5 separate regions of the Mus musculus genome follow, and regions 1, 2, 3 and 5 are each linked to region 4. A link is a contact called in public HiChIP or PLAC-seq and promoter capture Hi-C data. All regions are on one chromosome and are shown on one strand. Each heading gives the region's core, a stretch centred on a gene start, on an enhancer-like site or on the middle of the called end of the contact. The rest is flanking DNA. Distances are from core to core; before and after follow the strand shown.

Region 1 (2,700 bases), core at 54-2,553, 880 kb after region 4:
TAGAAATCAATAAAGAAGGCAGATAAGAAAAGGCAGAGGACAACGAGATTTCAATATAAGTTGACTCCGTGTTGTTTTTTTAATCAACGTATAGTGCTAAGCATTGAGACAGTATTACAGACATTTCTGAAATGCTAGATATCTTTATCCAACTTAAAGGCGGCAGCAGCCTCTCAATTTCATCATCTACAAAATGTCCACGTCACTCACTAGAAACCGAAACGAATAACAATATATGCAGCTTTTTGCCATTACAAGACCTAATTGAAGACAAGCAGAATAAATACTCAGAAGACAAGGTAAAGGAGCTCACTGGGCCAGATTTAAGAGTCTTCCTAGCCATGCTGCTTCCCCAGGGCCTAACACACGGGCATGCCAGGCACTTGATACCATGTATGTCAAGTAAATGGGCCTTGGGCTCCTGCTTTCACCCTATGACCCGAAGGCTTTCCCTAGGAAACTAGTAACTCCAGGGTCCATAAGTTGGCAAACACCACAACTTTGTCTCCAGCAGAATTGGAGAACCGCTGCTTCTTTCTCTCCACTCCCTTGGCATTCTACTCAGCCAGCACTTCGGGCTTGGTAATGAGAAACGTTCACTGGATTGGCTATCTCTCCTCCACACTGCAAGTTCCATGAAAACACTGTCTCTGAATGCCCAGCAGCCTGCACCATATCTGGGGTCCGAGTGTGTGTGTGTGTGTGTGTGTGTGTGTGTGTGTGTATCACACACACACACTGAGAGAGACAGAGACAGAGAGAGACAGAGACAGAGAGAGACAGAGACAGACAGACACACACACACACTAGTAAATGCGTATTACTGAGACTTTTAAAGGACGATAGAGTCCTGCGAAATTCTCCCGCCACAGGTAACAAGATTACAAGGCAAGTCCGGATATGACAAGGACCTAGGGAAGAAGAGTGACACTGACCTGCCGAGAGGGTGACAGCCTGAGTGGGGATACACAGCCGAATTCGGAGCCAAGGCTGACTACAGACACCCTTCAGCGAGCCCTGGACCCGGCAGCCCCGCCGTTGCCAGGAGACAACACAGCTGCTATCCCCGCTCCACTTGCACTGCGTGGCACCGCGACGTGGCTTTACACGCCCCGCGCCCGCGCCCGCGCCATGCCTACAGCCTTAAAAAGAGAGCCCGGCTCACCTGCACTTCTGTCTCAGGTGGCCATTCGGTATTGACCAGCAAGTCATAGAGAATCGTCTCCTCCTCGTCCGCAGAGCCGGGACTCAAAGCCGGCGCTGACTCGGGGGCCGCCATGTTGGCCGGGAACAGAGTGGTGGAGGGAGGGGCACTACGGCGACTCGCGCGGGTCATACTTTCCTGGACGCGGCCGCTGGTGATTGGCAGAGTGAAATGAATTAAGTGCGGAAAGGGAATGCTAAAAATGACAGAAAGGGAATGCTAAACTTGACAGATCTGTGGGTCTAAGAATGGCCTTGTCTTGTATGAGATATGTCTTGGACCCTGGTCCACTTTTTGTTCATTTGTGCCTGAAATGAGTCAAGTCACTGAACTTTTCTTACCCAGTCAGCGTCTACGAAGCTGCAAGAACCTCCCAGAGTGCTGGTGTTCATGTACAGATTCTTCTGCAAACACAGAACGTGTTCGGAGAGTGGACTTTAAATGTACCAAGGGGTTATTCAGTTCACAGGAAGGGTGCTTTAGGCACCTAGAAAAAAACAGTGAGGCTGATGAAGACACCCTGTAACAAGGAGAGCTTGTCAGCTGTGTAAGAGAGGATGTCCTAAAAATCACCATACAACATGGACTAGCCTCAGACCCAGTCCTCCTGCCTCAGACCCAGTCCTCCTGCCTGAGCCTCCCCAGTGCTCAGAGTACAGAGATGTGCCATCAGGCCCAGCCCTGGGCCTTCAACTATAGGTAGAAATTGGGTTCACTGGAAGTCAGGAGAGAATATATCAGTTAGGAGGTGCACAAGACATAGGAAGATTACGTTGCTATAACAGACAGGGTGAATAGAGAGGCCAAGCTGAGAAAGGGTGTGGAGGACGATAAAGATAGGGCAGCTTGAGGATTCCCTAGAGGGGAAACTTACCTCATTTGCTTGCTCGTTTATTCATTCATTCATTCATTCATTCATTCATTCAGCATATGCCTGTCTTTGCAAGGCCCTTTAGTGTAAGCAGAGCCAATTACGACCAAGACGACCACATTGTTGTTGAGTTGAAAAGAAGTGAAAATTCACAAGATACCTTTCAGAAATTATCCTGTAGAATAACCAACTTAGTGCATTAGGCAATGGTATAATAAAATGCACAACTGGAGCGTGTCTAATTGTTCCCATGTCTCTCCAAGTTCATCTGCACCTTGTACTCTCACAGCTAAACTTTTGCCACACACACACACACACACACACCATTCAACTTTGCTGTTTCTAAGACAACAGACACACATAAACATCAGGAGATCTGACACGGATGTTCTTTGTACACAGAGGTTGTACCTGATGTGGCTCTGCTATTGCTCTCTCATCTCCTTCCGGTTGTAGTTTAAATGCCACCTTCCCTCCGAACTCTTGTTCCTGTCTAAGTTCACACTCACTTTCTTCCCACTCCAGCTTCCCAGCCCTCCCCGTGCCTGCTCAGGTTGTCTGTTTGTTTGTCTGCTTGTGTGTTTAACACAACATTTGTTATCATTGGATATGCTATGTGATGTAT
Region 2 (2,700 bases), core at 122-2,621, 960 kb before region 4:
TTTGAAATGTAAATAAAGAAAATAATCTAATTTTTTTTAAAAAGAAAATAAAATAGAAAAATAAATGGAAAAAAAAACCCTATAATATTTGAGTTTGTGATACTTGAAGTTTACTTAAGGGGCATTAACAATTAGATTGCAATAAAAAGGCAAAGTATTGCCTCTCTCTTTTCCATCTCCAAGATTTCTAGAATGAGATGTGAGTACCTCTGTGTTTTAAAGAATGGAGTTCTGCACTCAACCATGACATCCCTTTAAGAAGTGGATGCTCACAGTCAGCTATTGGATGGATCACAGGGCCCCCAATGGAGGAGTTAGAGAAAGTACCCAAGGAGCTAAAGGGATCTGCAATCCTATAGGTGGAACAATATGAACTAACCAGTACCCCCCTGGAGCTCTTGTCTCTAGCTGCATATGTATCAGAAGATGGCTTAGTCGGCCATCAGTGGAAAGAGAGACCCATTGGTCATGCAAACTTTATATGCCTCAGTACAGGGGAATGCCAGGGCCAAGAAGTGGGAGTGGGTGGGTGGGGGAGCGTGTGGGGAACTTTTGGGATAGCATTGGAAATGTAAATGAAATAAATACCCAATTTAAAAAAAAAAAAGAGTTAAATGTAGTGGAGTTGTAACCTGCATTCTTTCTATTACCAACAATTTGAATGTCAATGTGCTCTGTGACTGTGGCTGCCAGAGGAGGCCTTTGAGCACCAAGACTTCTATTTGTGGTAAGTTATTATATTTCTCACCAACACTGTTCAAAATGTTTGTGCCTGCAGGTGGCCCGAATTTACACAAGTTGAAAGATAATTTCTTTATGATTCTGGTGATAAGAATGTGAAAGTAATTTCTAATAAAGCATTGCTTGTCTTTTCTTTTTTCAAGATTAATATAAAAATAAGAAAAAAAAGGAAAGAAAGAAAGAAAGAAAGAAAGAAAGAAAGAAAGAGAGAAAGGAAAAAGGAAGGAGATAGGATCAAAAGAAAGGAGGGTCCAATGATGGTCTACAAAATTCTTTATCACTTGCATCTTCTGTAAGACTCTGACAAGCCTTAACTTACCAGGGATCCCCTGAGTGAGCCACGTGGAGCCAGAACGGAGGCAAAAAGCAAACGGAATTCATTGGTGTCCAACATTTTGTGGTCGTCTGGCACCAAAGGTGAAGTGGTGACCCTACACAGCTCATTCAGTAAGCCTTTATACAGTTTTCAGGGCAGCAGTCATTAGGCACAATGTGATTGGCAGAACAGTGTGATGTTTTATAACTGATTGGTCTTTTGGGAATGAGGCGGCAAGAACTTCCCTTGTCTGAAGGTGTACAACAGTCCTTCCTGTGGAAGGTGTCCTGAATGTGTCCCCACCCACAGGTGGTCTAAAGAATGTTAATTAGCCTCTCCCTTCCAGGGGGGCAATTGTTCCATGACCTTCCGGAAGTTCCTGAGCTGACCTTTTCACTTCCCCCTTGGTTCCTGTAAAGTATTGAGAATTGCTCAAAGCCCAACTTAACAACAACATGGTCTACTAGATAACAAAGTATTCTCAGGACTTTTTATATCAATTGCACATTTGGGGCTTTCAGTGGTTAATCCTGAGTGTCAACTTGAAGGAATTTAGAAATTGTATATAATGAAAATACTCTACCATTATAATTTTCTTTCTGTATAGAAAATTTTACTAATGCTCCCCTCATAAAGTGTTTTTTACATCTCATATTTTAATGTAGGAAGACTTCCATTACAGTGGTTTCCCAGGGGGCACTAGGGCACTTTATTCAGTGGCCACAGGTGGTAAGTGAGTGATCGACAGCTATGGGTGTGTTTGAATCACCAACTGCTTCTTAGATTCTCTATAATCCTAAGAAGTGTGAATTCCCTTATCTTCTTAAGACAAATTTCTGTGAGTAAATGTGCATATATTTTGCATTTCTTAGACAATCCCAAGCTTATGATTCTGTAACAGTATTCAGAATTCAGAAATTGTTGCTTGCGGGAAGCGGGTGTGGTTGCATGGGCCAAGACGGTGCCCTGGCTCATTGCCAGGCCCTGTGAACCCTGCATGCTTACTGCCTTGCCCGAACATGCACATGCGCAGTGAAACTGCATGCGTATCCCTCGTGATCCAGACCTGTCAGCCTATCTGTGATCGACCTGAGCTCGTGCCTGGAGCGTGTGTGATTCTGATTGGATGAGGTGGGGTGGAGCGTGATGAGGTCAGTTGCCACGAGTATAGGAGTATAGCGCTTGCTGCAAGAAGGACAGGGGAAGAAGAAGCTGCGGGGGGGAAGAGCTGGAAGTGAAAGAGCACCAAGTAAAGGAGCTGCTGCATGAACCAGCCTTGGTGTCCGTGTTGTTCTTGTCTCCGTGGGTCAGAGACTGTGGCAGTTGCTCATAGAAGTTTTGTTTACAACAGAATGAGAATAAACCAGTGGATAATGATGAGAATTCTTGGTGGCTTTTTAAGCTTGTCTCATGATATTCCTGGCAATGCTAGTGATGAACACAAGTGGACAGATTTCCAAGTTAACAAAACTAAAAACTGAAAGATGAGCAATGGTCAGAACAATCTCTTCAGCAGGTCTTATAGATGAAAGTAACTGTTTTCTCACTTTAATGAATGAATGAATGGATTATTTTAAATAATTAATGAAGAAGCATATTCTGACATGCACAGCTAGAGACAAGCCACCCCTACTGATCACCTT
Region 3 (2,700 bases), core at 24-2,523, 900 kb before region 4:
ATGGAGATTGTGTCCATGGAAACAGCCATTCAAACATCTTGTATCTTTTCCTGTGGTATCACCAGTTTGAGTGTGATGTGAGAACATAGGAAGGAAGTGTTGGCATGGGCAGTGCGCACAGCGCAGCGGGGGTGCAGGACAGGGCAGAGTGGGGTGTGGTTGCACAGCAGGAGGATTCTGTTACATGTGTCCTCCACCTTCTCATCTCTACAGTCTCACCTTAAAATCCATCTTCAAGATGAAGCAGCTCATGTTCTTCAGGAGGTGACACTTGCAGAGACTGTGTTTCGTTGCGTGAAACATGGCTCAGAGGAGGTAGCTAGGCCTCAGGCCTATGTCAAGTAAGTTCTCTGTCATTCCAACCTTGTGCTTGGGGCACCTCACCGAGAAATTCTCCTCATGCAGCAAACAATCTGCATCAATGGCACATGGGTAATGGTGTCAGAAGGAGCAGCCTGTGTTGTAGCAGCCCAAAGTAGTTCCAGCCTCCTGGTAGTGGGAGCATTTCATCTCTCTGGTGATTTCCAGCGCTCCCTGCAGGCCATAGAGCCTGCCACAAACCAGGTAGATTCCATTGGCCCAGAGAATACAACCGTCATGGACCCAAAATTCGTTGTTGTCAAGAGGCAGTTCAGGGATTTGTAACTCCAGCTCAGGCCCACCTTCTGAAGTGGTAGGTACAGAAGGCTTTGTGTCTGAAACTGTCTTTTCACTGCTGCCCTCCGAGGCTGCTTTTTTTTTTTTTTTTACAAGGGAGCCCCCTGGACAGGGACCGAGGACCTCCACCACAGTCTTCTGAGTGGTGGTGCCGCTTGAACCCAGGATGAGCAGCCAGGCTCCTCTGCTCCTTCTGCTGCTTCTCCTCCTCCTCCTCCTCCTCCTCCTCCTCCTCCTCCTCCTCCTCCTCCTCCTCCTCCTCCTCCTCCTCCTCCTTCTCCTCCTCCTCCTCCTCTTCCTCCTCCTCCCTCTTCCTCCTCCTCCTCAGAGTCAGTTTTAGAACCATTAGAAGTTCTTTCATGGCGAACCTTGACTTTATAATCCTTCTAATCATTTTGAACTGGAAATGTTTATTATCTGTCTATATAGGTTGAAAATATTTTTTAAAAGATATTTTATATTATAGAAGCTAACAGTTAAGAAATTTTAGACTTTTAAGATGAAAAGTTTAAAGACAGTGGGTTTTGCATTGTGAGGTAAATATGGATCATTAGAGATAATGGATAGAATGTTGAAGCTTAAAAATCTTGTTTGCATGTCAAAGTAAGAAAAGGTGGAGTTGGTAATGATCAGTTTATATTGTCCATCTGAAGCAGTCTAGAATTACCTTGGAAGAGAGCCTCAATGAGAAACTATCTAAATCAGGTTGGACTCGGTACATCTATGGGGAATTATCTTGATTATGTTATGATTATGAGATGAGAAGACAAGTCCACTATGGTATGCCGTTCCCTATGCAAGGCATCTTGAGCTGTAATGGAGTGGAAAATTACAAGCTGTTGTGATTTGAACGAGTGTCTCCTGTTAATCTTCACATAAACACGAAGTCTTCTTGATGGTCCTATGTGAAATAATGATAGGCTATTGAAAGTTAAAGGTTTCAGGGCTGATTACTTGTAGTAATAACAAATCTGTAGTTTCTTATTCTCTGGGAAAGATTATTTCTCCTGTTCTTAGCAATATATATATATATATATATATATATATATATATATATATATATATATATATATGTATATATAAAATGTCATAAATTTGAGTTCAAGAGAGGTAATGTATGAGAGAATTAGAAGACGGAAAATAAGCTGTAAACAGTATAATCATATTTAAATTTCAAAAGACTATGTTTAAAGCCGGGCGTGGTGGCGCACTCCTTTAATTCCAGCACTCAGGAAGCAGAGGTAGGTGGATTTCTGAGTTCGAGGCCAGCCTGGTCTACAAAGTGAGTTTCAGGGCAGCCAGGGCTCTACAGAGAAACCCTGTTTCGAAAAACAAACAAACAAACAAAAAACAAACAAACAAACAATATGTTTAAAGAGTTAGAGAAATATTTTAAGTCAGTAAGAATGTTTACTCCAGTGGATTTTAGAACTCTGATATGTCTCCCTGTCTCCACTCTCTCTCTCTTCCTTCTCACTGTCCCTTCTTCCATCTTCCCCTCCCTACTTCTCCGCCTCATTATTGAGTTCTCCTCCAAAATACATTGCTTCATTAAAATATCACCTCTTCCAGATATGCAAGGAAACGAAACTCTGTGATCTCAGAACTGAAGCACCAAAACTATGAACTACTGAAACATTTATTCACCTACAGAATGACTCAGGTATTTATTTGTAATAATGCAAAGCTGATTAAGGCTTAAGCATTCATTTATTTAAATAAAAAATTAAATCATTCAATTTCTCTCTCTCTCGCTCTCTCTCTCTTCCTTCCTATATCTCTGGTGATCTGAATTATCAGTTAATCAGGACACTGTTACAAAGAAGAGGAAATTGTGCATACTTAAATGAAAACATGACCCTTTCATTCACATGTGATCAGCTATGCAAGCCATTGTCTCTCTGATTGCTCATCAGAATGTTAGATAACAAGGGGTGGGTGGTGTGAAACATATTTAATACACTAGTTGCTCTGGAGGGACAAGGTCCATATTAAATTACCCTCTTACCACACTGATGTAAGTATTAATGTGGGACAATCAGC
Region 4 (2,700 bases), core at 61-2,560:
TGCCAGGGGGCCCAGAACTCAGCGGCATAGTCTGCAAGCCTAAGGCACACGTGTGCTTCAGGTTTGTAATGAAATGAAGTGGTCTGAGTTTGAATTATGGTCAACAGCTCCCAGAAGGGAAAGGAAGGGGCTATGGGGAAGGATGAGAGAGAGGAGGAGGGTGAAAGGAAGAGGGAAAGGGGAAGGAACATGGGGGAGGGGGGCGAAGAGAGAGAGACAGACAGACAGACAGACAGACACACAGACAGACAGACAATCATCTCAGAAGCCCTTCAGTGTAAAAGTGACATTAAAACCTGACCCAGAAACTCTAAGAACTCTTCCAAAGTTTAAGGCAGAAAAGTTTAGAAACTGTCTAGAATTTCCTTTTACGGAAGAAAGTCACTTTGTATCATCCAGTGTCCCTAGTGCGTTCATTCACTGAGTTCCCATCCTTAAGGACTAATGGACACTTTATCACACACACAAAACCAAACATGATTCCCTTAATTAGGACAGTTTTGGAATTGGGAAACACTTCTGTGCACTAATATCAGCTAGCATTTGAGATTCAGCCCTCTCACGGGAAACGGGAGGTTGAAGACAAAGGAACATTCAGAGAAGGTGCCAGCCAAAGCTCAGACTTTCTGGAAGCCTTTGACACCTACATGGTTCTCCTTTTAAAACCAGGCGCCGGCAATGGCGCTGGGTCAGCACTTTCACTTGGCTCAAAGGACAGGCGCTGAGCACCATCATGCAATTTCTAAGGCGGCTGTGACTGACAGGAACAGAAGCAACTGTGCGACAGCCGGGAGCCAAGCAAGACTCCGAAGTCCCATCAAAGCAACCTCAAATACGCGGTTCCTGGTTCCTAGCCACTCACAATGCCTTGGCCACGCAGAGCGTTCTTTTTTTTTTTTTTTCTTTCTTTCTTCTTCTTCTTTTTTTTTTTTTTTTTTTTCCACCCCCAAACTCAGTTTTCCTTCTGGAATCTGTCCTCTTATAATACAGAACACGAACGCGGGCGGACTGTGTTCTCAGTTACTAGGGACTCGGTTGCAAAGGAGCAGCTGGGTGTACTAGCCACGCCCCTCTTATGCTCCCCACGGGTGCTCACACCTACGCTCCCAATGCGTTGAGGCTGGGGAATGCTGGGGGCTGGGCAGGGCGGAGCACAAAGGAAACCCGCCCCTGATTCCACCCCCAGCCGAGATTGGCAGGGCTCGGGGACGAGTCCTAGCCAATGGGCGCGTTCCGGGGCGGGCCTGGAAAACGGCTGTTCAAGGGATTTAAGAGTCGTCCGCGCGGCTGTAGGAAAGCGGAGTGGAGCCAGGACTTGCCAGGTGGAGCAGACGCCCAAGCCAGCGTAGACACGGAGCGCATCCGCACCGCTCTGGGTACCTCACCTCACTGCTCGTCTCCGGATAGATCGGAACCGCAGTCCCACGCGACTCCAGGACCCACTCGCCACTGCCGCCTCCACAGCACCCATGGGGACCTGGAGACTTTAAAAGGAGTTTGGGGTTTCGGGCGCAGGGAAATCACGGGTACGGAAAAGCCGCTTTCTTTGCCTTAAAAAATGGTTTTTCTTCGTCCGATTGTGTGAATTGTGTGCTGGGTTGAAGAGAGGGGCTCTTCGGGTTGAAAGTAGACGTCTTCACACACACACACACACACACACACACACACACACACACACACACACACACACCACTAATACTCACCATGGGTTTCGCCTTGCCTCCCCTGTCTCTTTGTTAGGTTATTTTAGACAGAGCAGCCTCGCCCTGGCGCAGTCCGATTGGCTCTATGAAAAAGGCAAGCAAGGAGAGGGCAGAGTGCACCTGCCTGCGTGGGCAGGTGTGTCCCAGTGCTTGAGAGTACGCGCATTGACAAGTGTGCAGGCGTTCGTCCGGAATTGTGTAGGAATTGGGGGTAGATGGTGCCAATGTGTGGTCTCCAAGATGTTTCATTGTGGGTGTATGACATTAGCATTGTGGGTGTATGTACCAGGCTGTCAGTGCCTGGACTCCAAGTGTGCAAAATGCTGATGGCAAGTGAATGCCTGCAAACGAGTCTTGCCCTTGTGAAAGAAGCTGTCGGGGATCGGGTGTGACCCAGTCCAAAACGAGTAGGTGGGCTACAAAGGATGGCGACCACAATGTGAGCTCAGCTTGCTGTATTTCGGGCCTTGGGGCTTCTCTTGACACCCTCCCTTCCTTCTGGGTATATCACCAATCTGCCACAACCTGCGCTCTCTTCGCCCACTTGAACCTTACATGCTCTCTAGCCCGCCTGTGGTTTCTACTGTGGAAGTTACCGGGCAGGGTTCCTGGGCAGAGTCAGAGGCTGGCTGAGCTGGTATGCTGTCTATTCTGGCCCTGAGACTGGTGCCTTTTTCTGTGCCCCCCCTTTTTTCTTTTCTTTCTTTCTTTTTTTTTCCCCCCCTTTTAACCCCAGGTCGGATCTGCAAAGTTGGCTGTCGCAGGCGACTCAGTGCCGGTGGTCAGGCAAGCTGCAGGCCCCTGGGGAACTGAACGCCTTGGGGAAGGGACACCAGGAGGGTCAACCCGGACTCTGATGGTGTCTATCCTCTCTCCCTCGGCAGATCTCAGTTGCTGGCCCTGGCCTCGCCGCGTCATTGATGGGCAACCAACTGGACCGCATCACCCACCTCAACTACAGCGAGTTGCCCACTGGGGACCCATCTGGGATTGAGAA
Region 5 (2,700 bases), core at 105-2,604, 850 kb after region 4:
AAGGAAGGCCAGGCGCACAAGCGCCATGCTGGGCAGTGGCAGCAAGGGAAGGTCCCACAGACACAGTGCTCGGCGGGCAGGAGAATCTCATGGAAGCATTAACTACAGCCATCTTCTCAGTAAAGGATGATTTCTCAGAGTAACAAAATGCTCAAAACACCTGTATTGTTTGCATGAGAGAATATGAATTTGTGAAAGGACCATAAGCCATAACAAAACTTCAGTGGGCTTTTGTCCACTTTTCCATTCTTTATCAAAATTCTGATCTTAAAGCTCCAAGGAAACAGCAATAATCACCATGTGTATTGTCTGAAGAAGCCTCCTTCACATAGATTGCATCATTGGATCCTGGCAAAAGCCTGAAAACGGCAAAGGGGGGCTAGAATTTCAACATCAGACTTTTGACTCCTGAGCCCATACCTGTTCTGACTGGGCACTGTTATAGTCTACTGTACTCACCTGTGGAGCTCGCTACATTAGTATCTTTATACTCCTAATACTTGGAGCAACAAGTCAATGTTGAGCTATGAATAACTAAAGCCATGTCACATAAAGAACAGTACCATTCATCTGGAAGCATTGCTTAGTGTGTGTGAGAGAGTGTGTGTAAAATATTGTACATATATTATCATATATAATACATATATATTAAACTTTGTAGTTTCCTTTATAACCTGACTGCTTGTGGGAGACTGGAATATACATGTGATCAAAATTGTTCCAATCACTACCTGCTTAACACATTAGCAAGCACTGAGAGAGGAAGCTCTAAGAGCAGCACCCAGCACCTGATGAGAGAGACAAACGTTGCAACCTCACATCACTCCGAGGTGAGAAAGGCTCTCTAGCAGGATTGTAAGATTAGCTGCAAGACACATTTAAAAGCTACTAATGGAATCCAAATACATTTGCAACATTTCAGGAAGTCAATCATACAGCGGGGCATTCAATCTGCAATTCAATATTTTTCCTCACTTACTTTGTCAGAGGACAAGCAATTTTCCCCTAAGAGTAGCAAATATCAAAGCCCCTTGGGCTTGAGAAAGGAGGACTGTACACAGCAGAGTGCTTTCCAAAAAGCACTGTTCTTTCTGAAGTCCACGGGAACCCAAAAGAGGCCAGGGGGAAAGGTCTGCTGCTGGTAGTAGCACTCAGACAACTGCCCTCTACAGAGCTTCTCTGAACAAAGCCTTTCAGTGCTGCTGGACTTACATAGCTCTGTCCCATTCTCACATCTGGACAAATGTCAAGCTACAGAAAAGACAAGGAGATCATATGACGAAACTCCACATCTCTCACTGTGCCGCCCAGTGACTGGCACTGTGCTACATGAGTTGACTTTCCTGAATCTGCAAATGCTTTCTTTACATTTATAACTTGAACCATCTGGAAATGGAAAGCCATGAGCATCATACTTGTTTGGGCAAATTTGAGTGATTTTTCCACGATCTGCTTGATTTAACTCACATAAAACTAAAAAGTTACAAATGTCAAAGAAAAACAGAGCTAATAAATTCTTGTTTTTGTTTTGTTTTCTTTTTTTGTTTTTCGAGACAGGGTTTCTCTGTATAGCCCTGGCTGTCCTGGAACTCACTCTGTAGACCAGGCTGGCCTCGAACTCAGAAATCCGCCTGCCTTTGCCTCCCGAGTGCTGGGATTAAAGGCGTGCGCCACCACGCCCGGCATAAATTCTTACAAACATGAAATAATGTGTCTATTCCTTCAAAAACATAAAATAAAATGTCCACTACGTAGGATGACTCCCTATATCATTCTTGTCTGGGCAGATAAAGATAACAGTCACACTGTCATAAATCAGATATGCAGATCACCTAATATAATGAAGTGGAGTTACTGGAAGGAACCCAGAGGATCCGATCCAAGGCCTGTCTGCCTGCCTTCAGTTGTCGCTCCATAGGGCTGAGAAAGGCAGGTGCTAACATAACCTGCCCTCTCCCTAGGTTCTGAAGAGAGCATAGCCAGGTGGGAGAGCAGGCACACAGATCATAAGTGGGAGAAAAACACAGTACTCTGTAACATGAACTGCGAATAGCAGCTGAAGTAAGCTTTCGTGCCACAGAAAACAGTAAATTGGTATCATTGTTTTAAAGTATTACTTTGCTGGATTAAATCATAATGACTTATTTCAATGCAGGTCAATTCTATTAATACTAATGGAAGACTACTATAACTGCCGAAGATTTCCTTTCAAAAGCACTTCCTTGGGAATCTTTACTTTCTTTCTTTTTTTTTTTTTTTTTTAATCATTCAAGAGTCTGTTTATTCTTTTTTTAAATATTTTTATTACATATTTTCTTCAGGAAATCTCTTCAACACCAAGCCATTCACTGCTTTACAAGATTATTTTAGACCAATATATTTTTAGAAAAATAACAAGCCAAATAAAATGACTATAAAAACAAGCAAGCTAACATATGCCCTCCCTCATCTTGTGCTTTAGTTTCCTTGTTTCACCCCTCCCGCTAAACATGCACAGCTGCTCACTACAGCAGGCTTACACTAAGTGCAGGTCTATAGCCTGACCAACTGTCACTTTTGTACAATTCGCCCACAGATGAGTAGAGTGCAGCCAATGTGATGGGCATAATCAGCATTCACCAGTCTTAAATGATTTCCTATTTATGAACACACCGAATACTACCTACAATCTTCTTTCAAGCTAGGAGTGGCCATGTAGTT

The links. Promoter capture Hi-C pulls out the DNA fragments that hold promoters and counts their contacts. HiChIP or PLAC-seq counts read pairs in DNA pulled down with a chosen protein or histone mark.
Region 1: a contact with region 4 is called in a promoter capture Hi-C map of embryonic stem cells, with 4 times the contacts expected there. The contact joins the promoter of Nbas here to the promoter of Lratd1 in region 4. A contact is called at or near these places in 5 of 39 promoter capture datasets (the 3T3-L1 cell line, cranial neural crest, embryonic stem cells and 1 more), 4 of 115 datasets of contacts at active chromatin or transcription factors (astrocytes, embryonic forebrain, forebrain and 1 more) and 1 of 9 other capture datasets (embryonic stem cells).
Region 2: an H3K27ac HiChIP or PLAC-seq map of embryonic stem cells shows a contact between it and region 4, with 4 times the contacts expected there. The contact joins the enhancer-like site here to the promoter of Lratd1 in region 4. A contact is called at or near these places in 2 of 39 promoter capture datasets (embryonic stem cells and hippocampal neurons) and 6 of 115 datasets of contacts at active chromatin or transcription factors (embryonic forebrain, embryonic hindbrain, embryonic stem cells and 3 more).
Region 3: a promoter capture Hi-C map of hippocampal neurons shows a contact between it and region 4, with 8 times the contacts expected there. The contact joins the promoter of 4930448C13Rik here to the promoter of Lratd1 in region 4. A contact is called at or near these places in 2 of 39 promoter capture datasets (embryonic stem cells and hippocampal neurons) and 1 of 115 datasets of contacts at active chromatin or transcription factors (forebrain).
Region 5: a contact with region 4 is called in an H3K4me3 HiChIP or PLAC-seq map of embryonic forebrain, with 6 times the contacts expected there. The contact joins the enhancer-like site here to the promoter of Lratd1 in region 4. A contact is called at or near these places in 2 of 39 promoter capture datasets (frontonasal cranial neural crest and hippocampal neurons), 6 of 484 Hi-C or Micro-C datasets (cerebral cortex, cortical neurons, frontal cortex and 1 more) and 7 of 115 datasets of contacts at active chromatin or transcription factors (SST interneurons, embryonic basal ganglia, embryonic forebrain and 4 more).

What each region holds. Positions count from the first base shown.
Region 1 is chr12:13,267,730-13,270,429 of GRCm38.p6, reverse strand. It overlaps Nbas (neuroblastoma amplified sequence), which reads right to left and starts at 1,303. Exons shown (of 52, transcript NM_027706.1): 1 at 1,166-1,303. The coding sequence starts at 1,279.
Region 2 is chr12:15,114,397-15,117,096 of GRCm38.p6, reverse strand. No RefSeq gene overlaps it. Among named protein-coding and RNA genes, the nearest start is that of Gm40284, 14 kb to the left of the region's middle. Within about 2 kb of position 1,371, at least 10 of the 459 cell types and tissues checked have an H3K27ac peak or open chromatin away from gene starts, as enhancers often do. A contact at or near this core is called in embryonic stem cells, where this site is marked.
Region 3 is chr12:15,048,962-15,051,661 of GRCm38.p6, reverse strand. 4930448C13Rik (RIKEN cDNA 4930448C13 gene) reads left to right here and starts at 1,273. Exons shown (of 8, transcript NR_045960.1): 1 at 1,273-1,362; 2 at 2,230-2,320. It also overlaps the pseudogene Gm3838.
Region 4 is chr12:14,150,648-14,153,347 of GRCm38.p6, reverse strand. Lratd1 (LRAT domain containing 1) reads left to right here and starts at 1,310. Exons shown (of 2, transcript NM_029007.2): 1 at 1,310-1,526; 2 at 2,588-2,700. The coding sequence starts at 2,624.
Region 5 is chr12:13,301,740-13,304,439 of GRCm38.p6, reverse strand. The region is part of intron 10 of Nbas (neuroblastoma amplified sequence); the gene reads right to left. Among named protein-coding and RNA genes, the nearest start is that of Nbas, 34 kb to the right of the region's middle. Within about 2 kb of position 1,354, at least 22 of the 459 cell types and tissues checked have an H3K27ac peak or open chromatin away from gene starts, as enhancers often do.